3 separate regions of the Mus musculus genome follow, and all the other regions are linked to region 3. The links are chromatin contacts, called in public Hi-C and promoter capture Hi-C maps. All regions are on one chromosome and are shown on one strand. Each heading gives the region's core, a stretch centred on a gene start, on an enhancer-like site or on the middle of the called end of the contact. The rest is flanking DNA. Distances are from core to core; before and after follow the strand shown.

Region 1 (3,781 bases), core at 667-3,166, 1.1 Mb before region 3:
TCAGTTATATCTCCAGACCGGCCACAGCTGTTAAGCACCTTTGATGGTGTTTTCTTTCTGGAAAGGAGCCGCTGAGCTGAACTTAGCAAGTACAGGGAATGCCTGCAAGTCGACTTGATGATCCTTTGTTGGGAATCCTGCATCTCTTCTCTATGCCTACACCTAGAAGAATCAGATTTCTTCCCTCAATAAAGAGAAAAGGGATTGGAGTTCACCTTGGATGCAACCTTGTACAATTGGACATTTATGCACTGACTTCAAGGTGAAGCCCAGGAAGTCCAAACCTAACTTAAGGTTAGCATTGCATCCAGCACGGAATCCAGAGATACTATCTCTGGATGTCTGGATAGTTTTATGTTCAAGCTTAGCAGATCCTTCAACAAGTAGAGACTGTTTCAATCTGCCCAGCCCTGCTTTCGGTTTCCCAGATTTCCTGGACTTTGGGTAAGAGCATGTGACTACATTCTAGGCCAAGGAAATGAAGACAGAAGTGATGGAAGCGACTTCTGAATCTGAGGCTAAATTCTAGTGTGACTTTTCATCCTCCTTTCTTTCCTGGTCCACTGCCTGGATATAGAAGATGGAGGGGTCCAGAATAACAAGAGAAAGGGGGCCTGAATACCAGTCACTATGCAATAAAAAGCACAAAGCCAGGCATGATAACACAGGCTTTTAGGCCTAACATTCAAGAAACAGGCCAATCTCTATGAGTTCAAATCCAGGCTGATCTACATACTGAGATCCATAAACATATGGCTACATAAACAGGTGACGCCCTTTCTAAAGAAAATAATTTTTTAAAAAGGAGACTAGTACAGAAATCACAGGATTGTGTTACATAAGAAACAACTTTCTTTAAAAGATTTATTTTTATTTTATGTGCATGAGTGTTTTATGCACACCAAACTCATACCTGGTGCCCAAGCAGGCCAGAAGAGGATGCCAAGTCTCCTAAAACTAGAGCTACAGATGCTTGTAAGCCACCGTGTGGGTGAGCCCCACGTGGATGAGACAACTCTCTACAACCCCCACCCCCACTAAACTGTTATTACTTCAAGCAAAGATATTTTGCTCTTTGTCTGTCTATCTGAACCATGAAGTTTGCCGTTCAGGAAATGTTTCTCCTCTTTTTCTTCTATCAGTAGAATATGCTCTATATTCAACACAGGAAAAGGGATGGGAGTGGGGATGGATGGCGTTTCAGCCCTGGGTGATATAATAGAACTCACTGTCCATGGGGGTTGTAGGAGCTGAAGAGGTAACTTTTTCAGGAGTGCAGTATCCCACTCCTGGAATGGGTTAACAAGAAAAAGCAAGGTTTGCAGGCACAGGAGCTTTTTCCCCTCTTTTTCCTTCTAAAAACCACATTGAAGGTTAACTGAAGGAGAAAAACCGCACCCTCCAGTACAGTGTTTCTAAAAGGCCACTGAGAAAAGGAACAGCGGAGCCCTCCCGGGAGTCCTAGCTCCCACCTCCGCCCTTAGACAATGCCTGAAAACAGCTTGTTTTAAGAAGCACCAACCACAAGAAAATAGAAAGAAGGAGACTCTGGAGAGCAAACGCAAGAGACTTGAGGCGACGCGGGTGGGGTGTCTCCCGCGAGCAGGGCTGCAGCAGAGCGCGCGTGCTCGCCCGCACACCCACAACCCTACACCACACATACATTCAACAAAACCCCAAGTCCTTCCCCGCTGCCCCCCCCCCCACGCCCTTCCCGCGGGGTGAGCAGCAGGCTCCTGGGTACTAGGAAAAGGAGATATATCAAGAAAAGAGACCACCGGGAGCTGGTGCCTGCCACCCTCCACGCGGGATCGCAACGGGTTAGGAACGCGGGCCGAGAAGGGCGGAGCCCCAGGCAGCCTGGAGATGCTGAGCGCCCCCCAGCCCCCGCGCGCGCTGGCCACGCCCTCCGCGCGGGCTGGCCACGCCCTCGTTGCGGCGGGCGAGAGGCGGGGCGGGGCGCGGTGTATATAAGACGAGGGGCGGGCGCCGCTCTTTTGTCTCTTGCTGCAGCAACGAGAGTGGGAGCACCTGGAGCGCGAGCTCGGAAGGAGAATCCACGGTAAGGCACAGCGCCGGCCTTGGGGCCTACCCTGGGTGGGGTCGGGCCAGTTTATGGCTGGCGGGCGCGTTCCCCTTCGGTTGCAACAGGCGACCCGGCGGTTTGGAATCTTCTGGGGCTAGCAGGCCACGCCCTGGGGCTTCGGAGGGAGGGTGTGGTGGACGAGTCTAGGATCCTCGGCCTCCGGGCTGCGGGAACGCCCAGGACTGGGAATGCCACGTTGAGAGGCGTTCGCGGAAGGCGCGGGATCCAGGACGCGCTGGTCACCCCCAAGCCCCTGGCCACCCATTATCACCTTGTTTCGCCCATCAGAGTTGTAAGAAAATGGCAGACAAGCCGGACATGGGGGAAATCGCCAGCTTCGATAAGGCCAAGCTGAAGAAAACCGAGACGCAGGAGAAGAACACCCTGCCGACCAAAGAGAGTAAGTGTGCCCCGGGTTCCCACCCCAGCGCTCCTCCCTTCCCTGCTGTGCCAGCCCGGCACCCCCACCCCCATCCGGCCACTATCTTCCCACCCCGAATCTAAGGCCACAGCCACCCTTCCAGTCACACAAAGCACTTTGTCTCTTCCAAACCCCTTCTCTGTCCGCAGGCCTCGTGGGTGCCTCACCCACACCAGGTTTGTGGGTTGGGTATGGGGGGCTGTAAGGTAGCTCCAATGACCACATCCCTCCCTTCGCAGCCATTGAACAGGAAAAGAGGAGTGAAATCTCCTAAAAGCCTAGGAAGATTTCCCCACCCCACCCCACCCCGCCCCATCATCTCCAAGACCCCCTCGTGATGTGGAGGAAGAGCCACCTGCAAGATGGACGCGAGCCACAAGCTGCACTGTGAAACCCGGGCACTCCGAGCCGATGCCACCGGCCCGCGGGTCTCTGAAGGGGACCCCTCCACTAATCGGACTGCCAAATTTCACCGGTTTGCCCTGGGATATTATAGAAAATTATTTGTATGATTGATGAAAATAAAAACACCTCGTGGCATGGTTGGCGTGGTCTGAATTTTTTAGTTGAGTATGCGTGGGCAGAGCGGTCTGGGAGTGAGTTGTGCCGCAGGGAGAGAGGAGGGGACGTGGTAGAATGGGTGAGGAGGATGTATCGTTTTTATTTTTGTTTTACGTGCTTCTCGACATGCGGTTTCCTGGGTTCTCAGTTGCTTCGCCCTTAATGCGATCCATGTCAATTTTAACCCCATTTTGAAAAATGCTGTCCAAAAGATTAAGCTTTGCTTTTGATCGGCTCTTCAAATCCTACCTTTTCTTCTGCCCTCTTAACCTTTCACGCACACCAGAAGCAGTGATTTGTTAAAGTCTGAGAGGAAAGGATGCAAAGAATCATTCAGGAATGTGGGAAATTGGGCGAGGTCGGGGTCCATCCCTCAGACACAAACACACGAGGTTTTCTATTGGGTGTTAACAGAATGAGGTGAAATAAAAACAAAGGCCAGATAAAACCGCATTATATCACAACTTGCGGAACATCTTCAGAACTGCAGCCACGGAGATCAGCCTAGTTTTTTGTCTCTGAACCTTATGCGAATGCGTTAGCCATTATAGAGGGAGCATAGGCTGAGCTGCCTCCCAGACAGATCCTCTGAGGGTGGAAGAGAGCAGCGGGTGCGTGCGTTGTGGCGGCAGAACTGAAGGAGGTCACACCCTTTCATGACCCACAGGGAAGGGGTGGGACCAGCACAGTGGGGCTAATGGAGGAGGAGCCCA
Region 2 (3,838 bases), core at 234-2,733, 1.1 Mb before region 3:
TGCTAGCCTGACTTTCACAGCTCAAGTTCAGGGAACTGGCTTACACCCAGGATCACTTGCCAATAATAAAATGTGTAGGGTTGTCAGAAAGGACCCACTAACCAGGATGTCGATCAGGCTAACTACAAACCCTGCTCTCCCTTTGTAAGCCCTACTAGGCATAGTCTTCCTCAGGCCGGTCTGTAGTGTGCGGAATTCCACACCCGAAACAGAAATATTTGTTATCTAGTCCTCATTTAAACCCAAATTAGGTGGGGGTGTGGTGGAAGATGCCTTTCGTTCCAGCCCCTGGGAGATGGGAAGGTCAGAATCAGCTACTTGAGCAATTCAAGGACTGCCTCGGGCTATCTGAGGTCATGCCTCAAAACCACCCCCAATTTAATTACAGCTAGTTTCTTGGGTAGACAGGGATGACCTACTATGTAGTCTCTCGGATTAAGCCTTTTAGTATTTTCAAAACCAGACATATCTTAAATCATATTCAATAAAATATTGTAACAAATAGGGTCCTTCCTTTGCTACTCTACACGTCGAATCTTGGTACTGTATCTCTCCTGCATCTATTGATATGCTTGCCCTTTTTGAAAGTCACAGAAGCTAAGGCAACCAACGCTTTGTCCAGGTCCCACAGTCGGTGGAGGGTGGGCAAATTAGGAAAATCGCCAAAGCAAGCAGTACCTTGGACCCTAGTTTCAGTAAACTTAGCTGGGAACTTTGTCCAATCTCGAGACTACCAAGGCAAAATTAACCACCCAAAGCGAACCAATTTAGAGCGAAGGCTCAGCAAGGTTAAGTCACTTGTTCAAGGTTACACCGAGCATATCAGAACCAGAATCCCAGGGCTGAACACGTCTTAACTCCAGGGCGCGATCTGTTCTACCTGCGCCACGCCACCACTGACACGTGGTCAGGGGTAGTCTCAAGTGTTTGTCGAGTTAGCAATGCCTGAAGAGAAAGTAGCCTGTAAGGAGCCTGGGTGGAGGGAAAGACCTGCACACACAGCCGGAAGCAAAGTACCCCCGAAGCCCACCAAGTTTTTCCCGCAGCGCATTCGAGCGGGCGGCCGAGCCGGCTCGCTAGGCCTCGGCCTCCCCCTGGGTCTGGGGACCCGCGAGCCCCGGAGGCCCGACTGCCATTCCCTTCTGGGTCCCCGGCTTTCAAAGCAGCACACAAACACACACACGTCCCCGGGACGTCTGCGATGGCCCGGCCGCCGCGCGCCCAGGCGCTGGGGAGCCACGTCGGGGGCGTTTCGCGTCCTCGTCCTCCCCACGCGCAGCGTGGCGGGCCGCGGCTGGGCTCGGGTGCCTGCGGGACCGCGGCAGGACCGCCGCCAAGCACGGTCGCCCGCCGGCCGCGGGGCCTCAGGGCGGCGAGAGGCGGGGCGGGCGTGCGGGCGGAAGGAGGCGGAAGAGGAGGAAGAGGAGGAGGAGGAGGCGGCGGCCGGAGCCGGGAGACGGACGGGCGGGGGGCGGGCCGGGGGAGGGGACGAGCGGGATTTGCGGACGCCGCGCCGCTGCCGGGAGCCGGCGGGGGCCCGAGAGTGACCGAGTCACGGCGGGCGCCGGCGGAGCCGCGGCCGCGTCGGACCCGCCTCCTGGAGGAGCTCAGCCCCGGCCAGGCCCGGCCCCATTCCCGCCCCGCGCCGCCTCCCCGCCGCCGCCGCCGCCGCCGCCGCGGGAGCGCTCCCCTGCCCACCCCGCCCCCGCGGCCGAGCCCGGGAGTCGAGTGGGAGTCGGCCGGCCGGGCGCGGGCAGCGCCGGGAGCCCGCGGTGGGGGCACACTGCAGCCGGGAGCCCGGGAGGGGCCGCGCCGCCAGCGTCTGAACTAGGATGTCCCGACATGAAGGTGAGAGCCGAGCCCCCGCCCCCACCGCTTGGGCCTCGGCCTACCCCGCCCGAAGTCCGGGCGCCGCCGAGGGCAGCGGGGCACCGGCGGGGACGCGGGCCGGGCCCGAGTCGCGGGGCTGGGGAACCCGAGGCCACCGCGGCCCGAAGAGCGAGCGGGAGCGGCGGCCGCAACCGTGGCTTGCGGCCGCGGCCCTGAGCTGGGCCTGGAGCCGGAGGCGGGGCGGCCGGGCGGCCGGAGGCTTTGCACTGTCATGGGGCGGGAGAGGGGGAGGGGAAGCGGCGGGGCCCGTTACCGGCGGGAGCCTGGCCCTCGGGACACATACCGGACGCCGAGGCCCGGCCGGCCCGCCCGGGGGAACCGCGGGGCCCCGGCGCGGCCTAGCTGCGGCGGCTCCCGGAAGAGCCGGGCGCCGTGGCCGAGCCGGGTCTCGGGCGTGCGGCCGCGACAAGGGGGAGCGGGGTCCGGGCCCCGCGGGCGCGTCCGGTCTCTGGGAGACCGCGGGCGAGCGACGGCCCCGCCTGAGGGCCGCGGCCGTGCGGGCGGGAAGACGCCGCGGCTCGGGCTCGGGCAGCCCTCTGTGACTGGAGCTCGCCCGGCCTCGCGGTAGGCCTCTGCGCGTCCCTGGGCTCGGGTAAGCCAAGTTCCCGGGGCGGATCCAGCCCGGCCGCGGTGAGCAAACTCCCTGCTCCGTCACCTCGCCGGAGCGGAACTTGCTCCCGGCCGGTCCCGGGCCCTCACCCGCGTGCGCTGCCCACCGAAGCAGGCTTCCAGTCGGGGGGCGTTTGGACTTCCGCGGTGCCCTGTGGAAACACGCTGGGGTTCTGTGGTTAAGAATCAGACCACTCGCGTCCCAGCCCCACGGCACAAAGGCACAAGTGTTTTCAGGCCGATGGATGGGCGATGAACTGGCGAAAAAATAAGTTAACTTGAATTTACTACCATATGGTTTAGGAAGGGGGGAGGGGGCTATGTTCTCTTTGTTTCACTACAGCAGGTTTTACCTTTAAAAGTAGTCACCGACTTAGTGAAAAGTTTATTTCGGTACGGTTAATGGAAGATTGTATAAGTGACCTGAAAATAATTGAGTCCCTAAGATTTTCCAAATCCTGTATAGGTGTTTTGGAAGTGAAGAAAGTTTGAGGAGGCAGTTTATCGCCGAGGGAAGGGCATTCTTAGGGAAGTACAGACCTTGGCTTTTCTAAGGTGACAAACTCAGATCAATTAACATACATTTAGTGAAAGTTTCGGAATTTGCATTTCTAAAGGCAAGATTGTGATTGACTCTGATCATTTTATGTTTGGAGAGTTTTTATTTAAAAAAAAAAACCTAATGATAGGGAAGAGCATGGGGCATTTTTGATTACTAACTGTTAATGTGTTGGTCACTTTGAAATAAATAGCAGGGTACTTAATTTAGCCTCAGTCAGATGAAAAGAAATATTTGGGAACTCACCTGCTAAACCGTTTTATAAGCTTAATGGGAGTGTGTTCCTTATCACCGCACTTGAAAAAAGTCTTCATTAAGGTTGTAGTCAAATTCCATTTGGAGATGGTGAGGTTAATTTTAGATGGCATCAGTTGGTGTATTGACCACCTTCAAGACAAAGTGAAAGTGAGCATGAAGTTCAGGCTCCAACTCAGGAACCAGATTAAAATAACAGAATAGCAATCGCCTTAAAGAAGCAGACGGAATAGTCTTAATGAGCAGTAGCCTGGAAAAAGTACCCTCAGATGGTGTGTTTGAGTAATTAAAATGGCTTAGGTAGGTATAGCATCCTTCAATAAAATATTGTGTGATCTAAGCTCATCATCATTCCCTCTTTAGTCTTGGAAAGGGTACCTTTTAATTACTTGACATCTTGAAACTTTCCAACACCTTTCTTGGCAATTTAATGCCAGATGTTTCCTAAATGGATGTGTTGAAGGTATTGAGCAATGTTTGACAGGTGATTTTATATTTACATAATACATTAATTAAATTTACTAT
Region 3 (3,704 bases), core at 951-3,450:
AAGAAAGAAAGAAAGAGAGAGAATGAGAACACTCAGGAAAATAATCACAGAAGATTCACAACCTGGACTGGGTATGAAACCGAGGAGAGGTAACCAGCCAGGCCGCAGACATAGAATAGTATAAATGAGACATATAAGATACTAACTAGTCAGGGGACAAGCCCTGCTTAAGACCTAGGCATTTATTCATGAATAATAAGCCTCCCAAGTCATTACACAGGAACAGGGCCATAAATGGAAAAGCTCACTTATATTTAATGTTCTTCCAGAGGACCTGAGTTCAGTATCAGTGTCAGGGAGTCTACAACCACTGATTAACCTTAGCACTGGGGGATACAGTATCCTCTTCTGGCCTCCATAGGTGTGTACATGTACACATATTCATTCATTCACACACACACACACTCTCTCTCACTCTCTCTCTCTCAGACAGACAGATAGACACACACACAAATAAGCAGCAATATCAAATGCTACAGAATGAATGAAGAGGTAATGACAATAAACCTATGAATTTGTTGACAGTGACTTCAGGGAACTTTAAAATGTTTGTTGAGAGCTAGAATACCATTCATGTTTTAGTCTCTAACTGAGCTCCCCAAAAAGAAATCTGAATTAGGGAAGTTACTCAGGTAGGGCTAGTCTAGTAAATAAATCAATGAGAGAAGAGATGTTGAAGTAAAGACAGAAAGAAGCACATGGTAATACTAAATGTGTTGTGTTTCGTGTTTGGTGTTAGGAATGGCCTGTAAGTGCCTTGTGGCAAGAAATTGTTAGAAGGTTCTAAAAGCTGAGAGCAGCCACCTGCAAGACACAGGAGAGAACATGGACTTTAGTGCAACACCTGAAGGGGCTGGATTTAGCTAATTATGAATTTGGAGGAAGTAAAAAGTACTATCTACAAATGAGAATCAAAGCACAGCTAATACTTCTCAACAAAGCCTTGCATGACTCTAAGCTGAGACTCCACAACACTAATGTCCAGACTACTACAAAAACTGGAAGATAATCAATGAGGGTGTAGTTACAGGCTGCTTAATGTGTGCTGTTGGATAAATACCAACAGAAAACTAATACGGGGCTCACTTCCCTATGCAAGAGGCTGAAGGACAAACAGTAAAGCAAAAATAAAGAACAAAACTGCTTAACTTCAATCATCTCAGGATGACCCTGTCTCGAAACTTTATCCAATTACTGCTCAAGTTGCAGCATGTTCCTCATAACCTTTCAAGTGTTAGTTTTCTAAAACTTCTGAGTAATGGAAATGGGGTTTTTATTTTCAACTGTAGAAAGTTATACTGACAGTTATGAAAAATTAAAGAGAGACAAAACAGGGCGCCTAAGATACCTGAATGTCAGACATGGTTCCAGTGCTTAGAGACACTGATCCCCAAGCTAATCTCAGAAATAAGCACAAGGTCATGACTTCTGTCCTCCTTCAGCACCAGAAGTTTAAGCTCGAGAAATGAAAAATCTTTCACCTTTTACTATAAGACTAGCTCAAAGGCGCTCTCGGCTACGGAAACAAAAGGAACCCACTCCCAGATTAACAGCAACTTTGACCCCTAGGCTCTCCACCAGTCCAGGAACCTGCTTATTAAAGATGCAACAAGCCCTGAGAAGCAATCCCTGCTGGGAACTGTAGTTCTCCCGCGCCGACCTTCACGATTGGAAACCTATCACGTGCCCAACCGGCGGCCCAGACGCCAGCAGCCAGGATTGGTCCGAGACTGAGATAAGGAGGTACTGATTGGATACCAGGTCCCTGAAGCCACGCCTCAGCGGCACACCCGCCTCCCCGCGCTCCACACCCCAGCCCGCTTCTTCAGCAATAACCCTCGAGTCATTCCAGTCCAGCGGCCGCCCTAGAGGACTGCCTCGGTTCCCCGCACTAGGGGTGGCTCTGCCTGGGGGGGGTGCGCATCATGGATGCCTCTCACGTTGTCCGTTGGCAGTCCGCAGTCAGCGTGACCACGCGCCCCTTCGGAGAGACCCCACGCTCACCTGGGCCGCGACGGTCACGCCGGATAACTGACAGGCCCGCAGCATTTCTGCCGAAGCGACAGCGCTGCTGGTGGACGCGGGAACGACCGCGGCCGCACGAGAGGAGGGCGTGCGTGCTGGTGTGCGTGCCCGCGTCTGTACAGCCTAGCTGCGTCCGGCGCACCGGAAGGGCCACCGGCACCACTGCGCACGCGCCGCCTCCTCCCCTGCTACAGCCGAGGCGGCTCCCTGAGGGTGGGACTCACCCCGGCTGCGAAAAGGGGAGTAAAGCGGTGATTGGCGACTAGGAGGCGGAAGGGCAGGTTCTCCTTCCGGGTCGCGCTTGGGCGCTAGTTTGTCTGCAGATGACCGGGTTACTAGGTGAACTGGCCGGAGAGTGCTGTGTAAAGTTCGACTGTGACTCTTAGAATTAAAGCGTTGGTGAATTAAATTAGAATTAGACTCTTAGAATTAAAGGGATGGGGAGGTGGATCCGGTAGGGACGCCTGCTCCCAGTCCTGACGACCTGAAATTTGCGACCTCTCTGGTGGCAATAGAATCGATTCCAATTAGTTGTCCGCTGACTTCTTTATGGAGCTGAGGCACACGTATGCCTACAGGGTTTTTTTTTTTTTTTTGGTTTTTTTTTTTTTTTTTTTTTTTTTTTTTTCTTTTCCAAAGGGTTGCTGAAGAATAAGCGAATGTGCTGAAGGCATCCTGGGGCAGAATGTGTTTCCGGTGTCTTTAAATAGTAGAGAACGGATAGGAACCCAAATTCTAAGTTCAGGTTTTTACTTAAGTCACACCGCTTTTTTTTTTTTTTTTTTTTTTTTTTTGCCACTTTTATTTTATAAAGATGATTTCGGTCGCAGTTTTGGGGACGGTTTGGAAGACTCTTCCAAGCGTTCTGAGTTTAACAATGTGTTAAAAATTGACTGTCGTTAATATTCTATGTAAATTCCACTATGATTATGTGGTTCTCTTACCATAATAACATAGAAAAATAATTTTCAAAATCTGTTGGAGGCTGGACCTAGTCGTGCATGCTTTTAATCCCAGCGCTAGAGAGGTAGAGGTAGGCAGATATCTTTTGAGTTCAAGGCCAGCTTGATCTACAGAGTTCCAGGACAGCCAGCTGAATATATTGAGACCCTGTCTTGAAAACCACAAAACAACAAATCTGTTTGCAAAATACTTACAAGCCATAAGTAGGTGATTTGTTATGATACGATACAGATAAAAAAAAGCTGCACTTTTATTTTCATTTATAAAATAAATGAAGTCCAGTGTTGTGGTCACACTGTAAATGACAGCACTTGGGAGGCTGTTGCAGGATTGGACTACATAAATTTCAAACAAAAAACAGGAAAGATTTGAAAAATATCAAAAATGTGTTTATGTTCTATATTATCTACGTTCTATACATGCCAAGCTTTTCAGAGCACTTCAGTAATGTACTTGTCGATCTTTGTCATGTCATCATTCGACAGCCTCCAGTCCTCCCATTTTCTTAGTAAATCTAGCAGTCTGGCTCCATCCCTGTTCACCGCTGCTCTGGTTCTTGCCAGCGTGATAACGTCTCGCACACTGTTGACCCGGGGCTGCTTTTGTACTACACTTCGGACCTTGTACTACAGACAGTCTCCTTGGCTTTAAGATCTCATTCTTCAGGGCTGGAGAAATGGTTCAATGTCTAAGAGCATATATTATTCTTGTAGAGG

What was found. Promoter capture Hi-C pulls out the DNA fragments that hold promoters and counts their contacts. Hi-C and Micro-C count contacts between places; a contact is called where the count stands out from the background.
Region 1: a contact with region 3 is called in a promoter capture Hi-C map of pre-B cells, with 2.4 times the contacts expected there. The contact joins the promoter of Tmsb10 here to the promoter of Immt in region 3. A contact is called at or near these places in 1 of 39 promoter capture datasets (pre-B cells), 1 of 115 datasets of contacts at active chromatin or transcription factors (pancreatic cancer cells) and 1 of 9 other capture datasets (adipose tissue).
Region 2: a Hi-C map of uterus shows a contact between it and region 3. The contact joins the promoter of Kcmf1 here to the promoter of Immt in region 3.

What each region holds. Positions count from the first base shown.
Region 1 is chr6:72,956,618-72,960,398 of GRCm38.p6, reverse strand. It overlaps Tmsb10 (thymosin, beta 10), which reads left to right and starts at 1,916. Exons shown (of 3, transcript NM_025284.4): 1 at 1,916-2,062; 2 at 2,375-2,486; 3 at 2,747-3,052. The coding sequence starts at 2,387. The coding sequence ends at 2,781.
Region 2 is chr6:72,897,624-72,901,461 of GRCm38.p6, reverse strand. It overlaps Kcmf1 (potassium channel modulatory factor 1), which reads left to right and starts at 1,483. Exons shown (of 7, transcript NM_019715.2): 1 at 1,483-1,848. The coding sequence starts at 1,833.
Region 3 is chr6:71,829,816-71,833,519 of GRCm38.p6, reverse strand. Immt (inner membrane protein, mitochondrial) reads right to left here and starts at 2,200. Exons shown (of 15, transcript NM_001253681.1): 1 at 2,005-2,200. The coding sequence starts at 2,049.